Linked DNA regions of Mus musculus: region 1 is linked to region 2. Evidence: chromatin contacts called from public HiChIP or PLAC-seq data. All regions are on one chromosome and are shown on one strand. The core of a region is the stretch at or near the end of the contact, and the rest is flanking DNA. Distances in the headings are between cores, read along the strand shown. Region 1 overlaps Ephx1 (epoxide hydrolase 1, microsomal). Region 2 holds the start of Nvl (nuclear VCP-like).

Evidence for each region. HiChIP or PLAC-seq counts read pairs in DNA pulled down with a chosen protein or histone mark.
Region 1: an H3K4me3 HiChIP or PLAC-seq map of the SCID.adh cell line shows a contact between it and region 2, with 16 read pairs. The contact joins the enhancer-like site here to the promoter of Nvl in region 2. A contact is called at or near these places in 28 of 39 promoter capture datasets (the 3T3-L1 cell line, 3T3-L1-derived adipocytes, the C10 cell line and 19 more), 2 of 15 datasets of contacts at CTCF or cohesin (large pre-B cells and pro-B cells), 22 of 484 Hi-C or Micro-C datasets (the AtT-20 cell line, B cells, the Ba/F3 cell line and 15 more), 15 of 115 datasets of contacts at active chromatin or transcription factors (the 230-238 cell line, the HPC-7 cell line, the SCID.adh cell line and 7 more) and 4 of 9 other capture datasets (adipose tissue, liver, macrophages and 1 more).

The regions. Positions count from the first base shown.
Region 1 is chr1:180,986,494-180,992,175 of GRCm38.p6, forward strand. It overlaps Ephx1 (epoxide hydrolase 1, microsomal), which reads right to left. Exons shown (of 9, transcript NM_010145.3): 7 at 5,440-5,548; 8 at 3,900-4,025; 9 at 3,063-3,487. The coding sequence ends at 3,286. Among named protein-coding and RNA genes, the nearest start is that of Ephx1, 28 kb to the right of the region's middle. Within about 2 kb of position 1,493, at least 28 of the 459 cell types and tissues checked have an H3K27ac peak or open chromatin away from gene starts, as enhancers often do. A contact at or near this core is called in the 230-238 cell line, B cells, CD8 T cells and 2 more, where this site is marked.
Region 2 is chr1:181,140,602-181,146,322 of GRCm38.p6, forward strand. It overlaps Nvl (nuclear VCP-like), which reads right to left and starts at 3,603. Exons shown (of 23, transcript NM_026171.2): 1 at 3,450-3,603; 2 at 1,725-1,798. The coding sequence starts at 3,506.

The sequences.
Region 1 (5,682 bases), core at 243-2,742, 160 kb before region 2:
TGTATATGGGTGTTTTGCCTGCTTGTATGTTTGTGCACCACATGCACACAGAGGCCAGACAAGCCATTGGATCTCTTGGTGCTGGAGTCACAGATAGCTGAGTCACCATATGGATGTTGGGAATTTGACCCTATAGAAGAGCAGGCAGTCTTCTTAACTGCGGAACCATCCCTCTAACCCTGGCATTTTACTTTTTAAAAGCTATTGTGCATGGAGAACGAGTTCTTTCTCAAGTTTGTTATTGGTGCACAGGAAAGCGACAGGGCTTTATCTGTCGCCTTTGTATCCCGGGCTTCGCTCTTTACCAAGTTAAGAGTGTTTTACTTCATTTTTCTTATTGTATAAAAGTTTTGCCCGCATGTATGTTTGTGTACCATATGTGTGCTGGTTACCCTCAAAGGCCAGAAGAGGGCGGCAGATTCCCCAGGGACCAGAGTCACAGATGGTTGTGATCTGTTTCACAGGTGCTGAGGAAGTCAGGCTTTCCTGGAAGAACAGCCAGTGCTCTTGACTGCGGAGCCATCCCTCCAGCTCCCTTTAGAATCTTTTAAGGATAGGATCATGTATTCTAGAAATAGGGTTAGTTTGGGTTTCTTTCAAATTTGTATCTCCTTTTAGAAATAAACTCGTGAGTGCACTCACACATCAGCCAGCACAGATAGTTTTGTGTCCCTCACACCCTGCATGAAGCCTGTCCCCATGCATTCACACCAGGTTACCTTCCTGCCCCTTCCTCTCCAGTTTCAGGACTGTCAACTGGACCAGTGGCCAGTGCTTGGGGCGAGGGGCCATTATTCCACTTACTGATGCCTCCACTGGGACATCATGTGGCATTCAGACTGACAAGACAGGACTTCAGATAGATTCCTTTATGCAAAAAGTGAGTGTTTTTAACATATGAGGAAAAAGGTATAGATGCTGAGTGAGACCCTTGAAGAATCTTTGATCCACAGAATTATGAAGAAGAAAAAGAAGTCCCTGCCTTTTTTTTTTTTTAAAGCCGGGCATGGTGATGCACGCCTTTAATCCCAGCCCTTGGGAGGCAGAGGCAGGCGAATTTCTGAGTTCGAGACCAGCCTGGTCTACAAAGTAAGTTCCAGGACAGCCAGGGCTATACAGAGAAACCCTGTCTCGATAGCGGCACTAGGGCTATACAGAGAAACCCGGTCTCGATAGCGGCACTACACACTGTGCCAGACCCAGTTACTGTGTGCAGGAAGTGGTGGGTAAGGCTTCAGCAGTTTCATGTATCTAGCTGTTTGGATTGTTCAGAATATTGAAAGACCTCCTGTGTAGGTAAAGGGGCAGCTTTGTAGGATGGATGCCCATGCCCTGGGCTGTTGTGCCCTCCTCACTGGTCATCTCTAGGACCCACTGCCTGGAGAACTGGACCTTCAGTACAGCCACAACAGAAGGTTCTGTGGGTGCCTGAAGTTTTGTCACTGGCCTTTCATGTGCCCGTGTGAGGTCCTCGGACAGCCACAAGGGGGCGGCAAACACACGCCCTTCTGAATTCAGCAATCTTATCGGGCATTTGCTAGAGGGAAGTGCCAGAGAGATGCCAGGAGACACCAGGACCCCGTTCCTTCCCGAGTCTCCCTGTTTTTAGCCTTCAGATGTTGCTATCGGGAGAGACTGAGTCTCTGAGAGCCCCGGGACCTCAGGGCAGGGCAGGGCAGGGAAGTAGCCTTGGCCTTGCCAGCTGATGTTTCCCTGAGGTCAGAGACTCTTCTTAGAATTGTCTGTCCTTGGACAAGTCCCCGATGAGAAGGTCTCCAGATACTATCATTACTGAAGGACATCTGAGGCCCTGCCAACACTAAGAGAGTCCTGATGAGAAGGTCCACAGAGACCATCATTACCCAGGGACACCTGAGGGCCTTCAACGGCAAGAGAGTAGATCAGAGGGGTGGGGGAGAGGCGTCATTCTCAGCCTGTGCCAGGCAGGAGTATAACGGACAAATCTCCACAGCCAGCTTGGTTTCCCATATAAAGTGAGGCTCTCCCAGAACGCAGCACCAGGAAGGTGTGTTTCCACTGAGAGGCGAGGGAAACATCTCTGTTGCTATCTTGCAGTAGTCAGCTCTGAGATGGAGTCCAGCTGGGTTCCAGAACCTCTGTGCAGCCCCACTTAGGGACGCCCCGCAGGGAGGTGTAGGGACCAGGTACCTACCATTGCCAATTGTAGCATGTTCCTAGCAGCTGCACACATATCTCCACATATGTTGTTCTGTGTTTTTGTATCATGTTACCTGGAACTCTGGCTGGATCAGAGTGGAGGTTTGAGGTCACCAGAGTAAAGAGAGATAAAGAACACAATAAATAAAGCACCCACTGGGCCCAGCTGGTAAGACCCCATCTCTCTGCCCTCCTAGGGATTCTAGCAGGCTCCTCAAGTGTCTGTTCTTTCTAAGGTGGAAGGCTCAGTGCCATGAGAGTTCTAGAGGGATGTGAAGACAGAGTGGAAGTGGGGGCAGGCAGGTTGGGGGTTGGAGGGTTCTTAGTCCTGAAGCCACCAACTGCAAAAAGTCAGGGACCACTTAGTGTTTTCCCAGTGTGATACTGGAGATAGGCAGTCACATTTGGCTAAGAGCATCCTCCAAGCTGCCCCTGGGAATGCCTGAGACATAGGATCACGACAGGGAGAGGCCCTGCTCTAGTGGAACAGAGCCAAACACGGAGGAATCCTTCCTTCTACCTCAGCCGAGCACCATGGGACCAAACAACTTTACAGACCACTCTGGGCTCATTTGGAGACATTACTGGGCCCGGGATACTTAGGCCTTCTCAATGACAACTGCCAGCTATATATTCTCTGTTCCCAGAGCCCTGTGTACTGTGAGTGGCTCAAGAGCTGCCAGGGGTCTCCTGAGGCGGCCTAGGCAGCATGGCCTTGACTGCTGGTGGCACCTAGGTGTCCCTCTGTCCTAGTCAGCAGGGCCAAGGTCAGAGGGCCCAGCAGGACTCTCCAAGACAGGGGATGGAGAGGACACAGCAACTCTCTTGGAATGGGAGATCCACGTGGGTATCTAAGAAACACAAGGTATCTGGCCCACACACTCTTAGAAATAAACCCATTTATCATTAAAGCCATGTAGCTTAACACAGCTATGCAGTGGGGCGAAGCATATGGGGGTGGTAAGAGAGGACTCTGTGGGGTTGAAGTCTGGGTCCCCCAGTGTGGTCAGGGAACAAACTTATTCCTCTGGAAGGGCACATCTTCCATAAGTATGACTGGGAAGGAACCAGGGCTGCTGCTAAAGCCATGGTTGGTGTGTAGCGTCATCACTGCAGCTCAGCCAGGGACACGAACTTGCGGATGTCCTGGGCCAGAAGCTTGGGCTCTTCGAAGGCAGCAAAGTGGCCCCCACGTTCCATGTAGGAATAGGAGATGAGTTTGGGGTACTTGACCTTCACCCACTTTTCTGGGGCATGCAGGATCTCAGAAGGGAAGGCTGAATAGCCAGTGGGCACAAAGACCTTCATCCTGTGGGGAAGAGAGATGAGGTGAGGGGCTGTGTTCTCCTGTTCCCAGAGAGGACTCCCAGGGCCTGGGGAGGACTTGGCTAGGTCAGATGGAGCCATAATGGCAAGGGCTTCCACTACCCTCTCATTATAGACCGCCATTTTCATTCATTAGGGACCTTGTCTGCCAGGGAGGGTCACCCAAGCAGGAAATGGGCAACCTCTGATGCCCACCTTACTGGACCATCTCTTTGCTCTCACCTGAGGGTCTCTACATAGGCCTGTGAATCCCAAAGTACCTGACAATTATGAAGAAGTGGATACTCAGGATGTCTGGTATCTTTCTCACCTGTCCATCAAGCCTTCTCTGAGTTAAAGGACAGATGGTAACCATCCCCTAGCCCCAGCCCTGCCTCCTGCTCAGCCAGGCTTACCCCTCATGTCTATGGACCATGACACCCTGGCCCAAGTTTTCCTTGTAGAAGCGCTGGGAGGAGACAATGGTTCCTGTCGTCCAGTAGATCATGATGTTAGTCAGCAGATCTTCCAGGGAGAACTTCCTGGGAAAACACACAGGATGCCCAGGCTCAGTGAAAGCTATGGCTGTCAAGAATAAAGGGCTGCCCTCTTCAGGGTCACCACAACAGACAATGCCTACCTCTCACATGCTGGGAGCCCAGGGCAGGACTAATGACTTAAACCTGCCACTCAGGGGTGTGGCCTTCCACAGGGAACAACTCCAGCCTTCCCTGGTAGCTGTCTGTGCTGTAGAAGAGCCTCTGTGTTTAGCTTTAGATTGCCCACTGCAGAGGGCTCTCATCCCCTCCATGACACTCGCTGACATCAGTGTTTCAGGCCTACAGTCTTCTGAGTCTTAACTGTGACTAGCTGTAGCTCCACGTGGCCTCTTAACCCTGGTGACCCAATCAATCCCGGCTGCTGACTCCTCCAAAAGTTTCAACATTGCATGTGTTCTGATGGCCATGAGTCTACCACAGCCCAAGCTTCCTTGCCATGAGAACATCTTAGTCTAGAAGACACCAGTGTCCACTGTGTCTGGGGCTAGAGTTTCAAGGTTTTTCTGCCCCACAGGAATTGTGATCTGCAGGTAAGTTACCTCCATCTGCCTTCTTGGCCATGTTAGCGCCTCTTCCCTGTGGTAACTGCACTATCTGGTCTCATGTTACCCCTTTCTACCAGCTGCCTTCCCCAACCCAACTTCCACTCCTATTCTCTCTCAGTCCTGCACCCTGTAACTGTGTATATTGCTTGGGTCTGTAGGAGTGAGGCACTTATAGGGCTCTGTCCTCTTAGTCTGTCTGTCCCTCTGTCCTTTCCTGTCTCTTCTCTGTAGTCAATAAGACTTCCTAGCATCCTTAGATGCTGCTACTCACATGTTCTGTGATATCTACCAAGGATCAAGCAGACCACATGGAACTCTCTCTTCAGTACCATATTTTATCCAAGCGCTACCTTTGTGGACCCAGGCTCCGAGTGGACACCCCACTGGGATGTCTTGCAGTCTCTGCCCCTCAGTGTGACAGTGCCAAAAAGGAGCTTGGCATCAGGCCAAGCTCCTGTGACAGAGCACTGTGTCAGAGGACACAGCAGTTACCCTCACACCCATGCAATCTCACAGCTCTGTCCCCTCCCATCGCTCTCCACAGAGCTCATGGATGTATAGGGCCCAAGTGACAGGCTTCAGCTATTCTTCCACAAGGGTATTTGCTGCTGTGGGGACTTCCTGGCACGCATATTTTGTCTGACCCCCAACTATGGTGCTTCACAAGTCACAGGCCCTTTCTTGTGTCTACCTCCCCATTCCTAATGAGGGCATAGAGTAGGAGGTGCACAAGCCAAACAGAGAAGAAGCTTGCTGGCTTCCCTATGGGGTGTCTGGAGACAGGGGTAGAATGTCAGGCCGAGAGAGGCAGAGCCTGGGGATGAGTTCTGACAGAAAAGGTGGGGCCTCACCTCTCCAGGCCTCCATCCTCCAGTTCACGGTATTCTGACTTGGTCCAGGTGGAGAACTTCTCTAAGATGTAGGCAGCCAGGCCCACAGGAGAGTCATTCAGAGCACAGCCTGGATGGGAGGAGCAAGGGAGGGGTTCAAGCCTGGCCCCAGAGAGTATGTGACTCCAGGAGAGAGGTATGTGGGTGCCACAGAGGGGTGGCAGGTCTAGCTGTGCACCCTGGCCTGAGTAGCCTCATATAGCA
Region 2 (5,721 bases), core at 2,353-4,852:
TGGATATATCCCAGGAGTGGTATACCTGGGTCCTCAGGTAGTACTTTGCCCAATTTTCTGAGGAGTCACCAGACTGATTTCCAGAGGGCTTGTACCAGCTTGCAATCCCACCAGCATGCAGGAGTGTTCCTCCTTCTCCACATCCTCGCCAGCATCTGCTGTCACCTGAGTTTTTGATCTTAGCCATTCTGACTGCTGTGAGATGGAATCTCAGGGTTGCTTTTGATTTGCATTTCCCTGATGACTAAGGATGTTGAACATTTCTTTAGGTGCTTCTCAGACATTCGAGATTAGTCAGTTGAGAATTCTGTTTAGCTCTGTTCCCCATTTTTAAATAGGGTTAAGTGGTTCTCTGGAGTCTAACTTCTTGAGTTCTTTGTATATACTGGATATTAGCCCTCTGTCAAATGTGAGATTGGTAAAGATCTTTTCCCAATTTGTTGGTTGCCATTTTGTCCTACTGACAGTGTCCTTTGCCTTATAGAAGCTTTGCAGTTTTATGAGGTTGCATTTGTTGATTCTTGATTTTAGCGCATAAGCCATTGGTGTTCTGTTCAGGAACTTTTCCCTGTGCCCATGTGTTTGAGCATTTTCCCCCACTTTCTCTTCTGTAAGATTCAGTGTATCTGGTTTTGTGTGGAGGTCCTTGATCCACTTGGACTTGAGCTTTGTACAGGGAGATAAGAAATGGATCAATTTGCATTCTTCTACATGTTGACTGCCAGTTGAACCAGCACCATTTGTTGAAAATGTTGTCTTTTTTCCACTGGATGGTTTTAGCTCCTTTGTCAAAGATCAAGTGACCATAGGTGTGTGGGTTCATTTCTGGGTCTTCAATTCTATTCCACTGATCTACTGCCTGTCACTGTATCAATACGATGCAGTTTTTAATCACTATTGCTCTGTAGTACAGCTCCTTCAAGACTTTCAATTATTAAACCATTCATTCATGATAGTGAAAAACCCAAGTTTAGCTACCTAAGCTGGAACCTATCTGCCATTTATGTAAACCCATTTTAAATAGGTTTCTTTTTTTTTAAAAAAGACGTTTTTTTTTTTGTATATGAGTACACTGTAGCTGTCTTCAGACATACCAGAAGAGGATATCAGACTCTATTACAGACAGTTGTGAATCACCATGTGGATGCTGGGAATTGAACTCAAGATGTCTAGAAGAGCAGTACGTGTTAACTGCTGAGCCATCTCTCTAATCCCCCATTTTGAATAGTTTTAAAAGAACTGAACTTTTAAAGAATACAATTATTTTACAAATTGAGAGATTTCACTGTTGTTCTTTATTCAGCCTGAAACCTTCATTCCTCAGTTTTCTAGGTGATGGGATTACATATGGCTACCAGGCCTGACTCACATTCCTTGATAGAGCCTGAAAGTTGAGGAAGAAATGCTTGATTGCTTTAATATTCTGATGAAACAGAAAAGGAAGTACAACAACAACAGCTCTATCTCCTGGCCAATTGAAGAGTTATTAATGGATGAAAAGAAACCATTTCCTCTGGTAAAAGGAATTAACACTGTATATATAGTCACTGTATATATAGACTATAGATGTTTTTATGACTGACTTAAGGTCCAGGTTTATGAATTGGTAAGATGATGCTAGCAACCACTGAAATCAATTGAAAAATTAAGGAAGTCGGACTATTTAAAACTAGGTGTGTGTGGGGGGGGGGGGGGATCAAGGATTTAGCAGCACACCTCTTTACCTGTACAGTCTTTGCAAGTCGGATGCTAAGATTCCAGTGTCCACATATTTGCCACATCTGTTACTACTGAGGTACTGAAAGAGAAAATATGACAATTAACTTAGACATTTTAACTAATAAATAAGAGGTTGAGTTATTCCAACACATAATTCAATATAAATTCTTAAGCAATAAAGTGTACCACAAAATAAAAAAGCATATCATGAACATAATTTTTTTTTAAGTACCACATCAGCCAGGCTTGGGTAGCGCACCCCTTACATCCAAGCACTCAGGAGGCAGAGGCAGTCGGATCTCTCTGAGTTTGAGGCAAGTTTGGTCTACAAAGAGTTTCAGGGCTGTCAGAGCCACGCAGGCTATACCTTCAATAAACCATCTCTGTCTGAGATCGGTGTTTGTATAGTTTGTAGGGTGACTCCTGGACCCCAACACAATCGAGCGTTTACGCTTTAACAACTGGATGAAAGGTGGTGTCAATTCCAGCGCCCACATGGCAGCTCACAACTGTCCATAACTCCAGTTCCAGGGGATCTACACCCTCACACAGACGTATGTGCAGACACAACATCAAAGCATATAAAATAAAATGCTAGTAAAATAAAAATACTCTATTTTTCTTTTAAAGGCAAAACCTGGGGCACTGAGCAGAGGTAGCTAGGAAACTGGCTATAGAAAAATTCAAGAGACTCTGTCTCAAAACAGTAACAAAAAGTAGGTGAGTACATTTTTTAGGTAAAGAATAACTTAACTCTAAGGCCTGTTGACTTTAAGGTGGCCCACACCTTTAATCCCAGAACTAGGAAGGCAGAGAGGAAGGAAGAGGCCAGCCTGGTCTACAGAAGGAGTCCCAGAACAGCCTGGGCTACACAGAGAAACCCTGACTCGGAAAAGAAAAACAAAATGAAACCAACAGTAAAACATACAAATTTGGGTCACAGGGTAGCTCATACTTAAAGGTGTTAGGCTGAATGAGATCTAGTAAAAAGTATGGAGGTGAGAAAGGAGTAAGAAGGAGCTGGAGAGATAGATGGCTTAGCCGTTAAGAGCAGTGACTGCTCTTTCAAGGTCCTGAGTTCAAATCCCAGCAACCACATGGTGGCTCACAACCGAAGACAGCTACAGTGTACTTACATCTAATAAATAAATAAATCTTTTGAAAGAAAGGAGTATGAAGAAAGAAGGGATACAAGAAGCCCAGAGAATTGAAAACTTAAGAGAACTTTCGAACCCCAAAATAAGCAAGGACGGCAGATCAAGGAAAAACAATCTAAGTTCTTGAAACTCCAATTTTTAAAAACCCCGAAATTCCACCAGTGAAAAATGGGAAACAAATACAAAAATGCCTTGCGGGGCGTGGTTGGTGCAGCCTTTAACCCAGCCTTGGAGCAGAGGAAGATGGGGCTCTAGTTCAAAGCTAGCCTGGTCCACAAACGAGGTCTAGGGTAGGCAGGGCTACACAGTACGACCGCCAAACAAAATCCAAACCTCTCCCTCCCTTTAATTCGTATCTCTGACTACGCCACTGAAGGCGTCCACCACACAGTGCTTCCAAGATACGAAAATAAGAAAAATAATGTCAAAGCCTCCAGGCTCCCAGGCCTGTTTCTCTACGGCAGCCGCAAGGGAACATCCAGACCATGCTGGAACCCGGCGGCGGCGGCCAGAGGCGCCAAGCCAGGCAGCCGCGCGCAAATGGAGATGCAGTGTCCGCAGACACACACGCACCTGAATGACCCGCTGCTTCAGTTTCCTGTCTACGAAAACCCCGGGTCTAGGCTTCATGATGCTGCTGCCCCGCACGGGCGCCTCTTGTTACCGGGAAAGACTGCCACAGCCGCGCTCGCCGCCGTACCGGAAACCCCGCCCACGCGTGGTCCCTAGCACCGGAAGTCCCCCCCGCAACTTTTCCTCAGCACGAAAGCTCCGCCTGTAGGGAGGACTACGCTGCTCACGGAGGTCGGGAGGACCTGGAAGCGCGCGAGTTTCCAGTCTGGTTCCTTGTCAAGATTACCCAGCCCTGCCTAAGAGGCTAGGCCCCCTTTGAAGGCGTTCAACTTTATTGGTTCCCAACTGAGCAAACAGACACGGACTCCATTCTTCGCGGCTGCGCAGACTCTCACAAGCAAGTAGTAAACTTGATGCCAAGCCTGGCATAGCAGGGGAAAAAAACCTTAAAAATATTCGAGAAGCGAAGGCAAGGAAGATTGCTGAAGAGTTCAAAGGCAGCACAGCCAAGTAGTAAGATGCTGTCTCAAAACAAAAAAAGTTTGGGTTTGTCACGTTCCAGTCTGGGAACCAGGACCGCAGCGTGTTCGCGGTTTCTGTTTGTTCTGTGTCGCACGCTGTACCCAAGGATAGTGTGGAACTCAGTCTGCAGCCTAAGACGTTTTCCCCTTAAAAACGTCTTTTCAGGAAAAAGCAAGATTCATGGTTTTGTAGAAAACAACTTCATGACAAACCAATATGAAGCAGAATTGGGATTTATTAAAAGATAATTTTAGCACTCTTGAGCACAGTGGCTAATAGGTGCTCAGGGGGAAAAAACAAAACAAAACAAAACAAGATAAAGCCCAAGGGTGAGTATGGGTTTCTTGGCCTTTTCAAGGGAGAATTTTGCATAGGAGTATTTTGCAACTGTTATGTGTAGGCGCCTCTCCGTTGTTATTGGTGTTTGTTTTTAAGGAAAATTATTCAGAGTAATTTACAAGGTTTAAGTGGTTGTTCAGGAAGTTTGATTTGTGGGGGTGCAGTAGCGCACACCTTAAGTCCCAGCGCACAGAAGGCAGAGGCAGATGGATCTCTGAGTTCAAGGCCAGCATATCGTCTACAGAGTTCTAGGAGATTTATTTGGGAGAAGTGCTGAGGATACAGAAAGGGCTGTCAGTTACTATTCGGTGATAAAACACATGGCCAAGGCAACTATAAAAGATTATTTGGCGCTCACGGTTCCAGAGGGATAGCCATCGTTATGGCGGTTCGGAGGTAGCGAGCAGCTAGGGCAGCAGCTGGGAGCATATTTCTCTAAGCACAAACAGAAAGTCTTGAGCTAACTTAAGCTGATAGGAGTCTTTTGAAACCTCAAAGCCTGTCCTCAGTGACATAATTTCTCCAGCAAGGCCACACTTGCTCCTCCGCAAATAGCCATCAACTGGAAACAAGTGTTCAAGTGCCCAGGACTGTGAGGGGCATCTAGTCAAACAACCACAGTAACCATTCCTGGCAGTTCTTAGTTTTCAGTTCTGGATATCAAACCCAAAAACCTCATATATGATAGGCAATCACTCCAACTGGGCTATATCTAGTGAGCTATATTCCTAGCTTTGACTTTGATTCTAATATTCCATTGTATGTGTATATATTTTAAACAATTCATATCTTGGTGGGTGTCTGGTTTGGTTCTGTAACTTGTCCGTTGTGGGAGTAGTGTTGTGATAAAATATGCATATTGTAGGTATCTCTTGTGTACTGACAATCATTCATTTGTATATATGTGTGTGTGTGTGTGCATACATATATATATGTATGTATGTATGTCAACTAGATCAGACGGTAGCTCTAGTTTTAGGAATCTTCTGTCTTCCATAGTATCTGTTTATAGTCCCACAAATAGTATATAAGGGTTCTTTCTTTCCAAATCCTTGCCAGCATTTGTTGTTATCTTGTTATTTATCTTTAATGATTGCCTTTCTGACTGGAGTGAGATGGAATCTCAGCAGAGGTATTTGCATTGGTGTGGGTCACGCCGCTCTCAGTGGCAGGTATATAATTTTTCATTGCCCCTGATATGAACACCTTGGCTCATTTTGTAATTCTAGCATTCAGGAGGCTGGGGCAACAGGATTGCTGCAAGTTTGAGGCTAGCCTGTGCCACTTGATGAGTTCCAGGCCATTCCTGATTACTGTGTGAGACCCTGCCTGAACAACAGCAACAACCATGAATAACAAGTATTTCATATCTTTATAAACGCAGATTTCCTGCTCTTTTGATAGTGTCCAT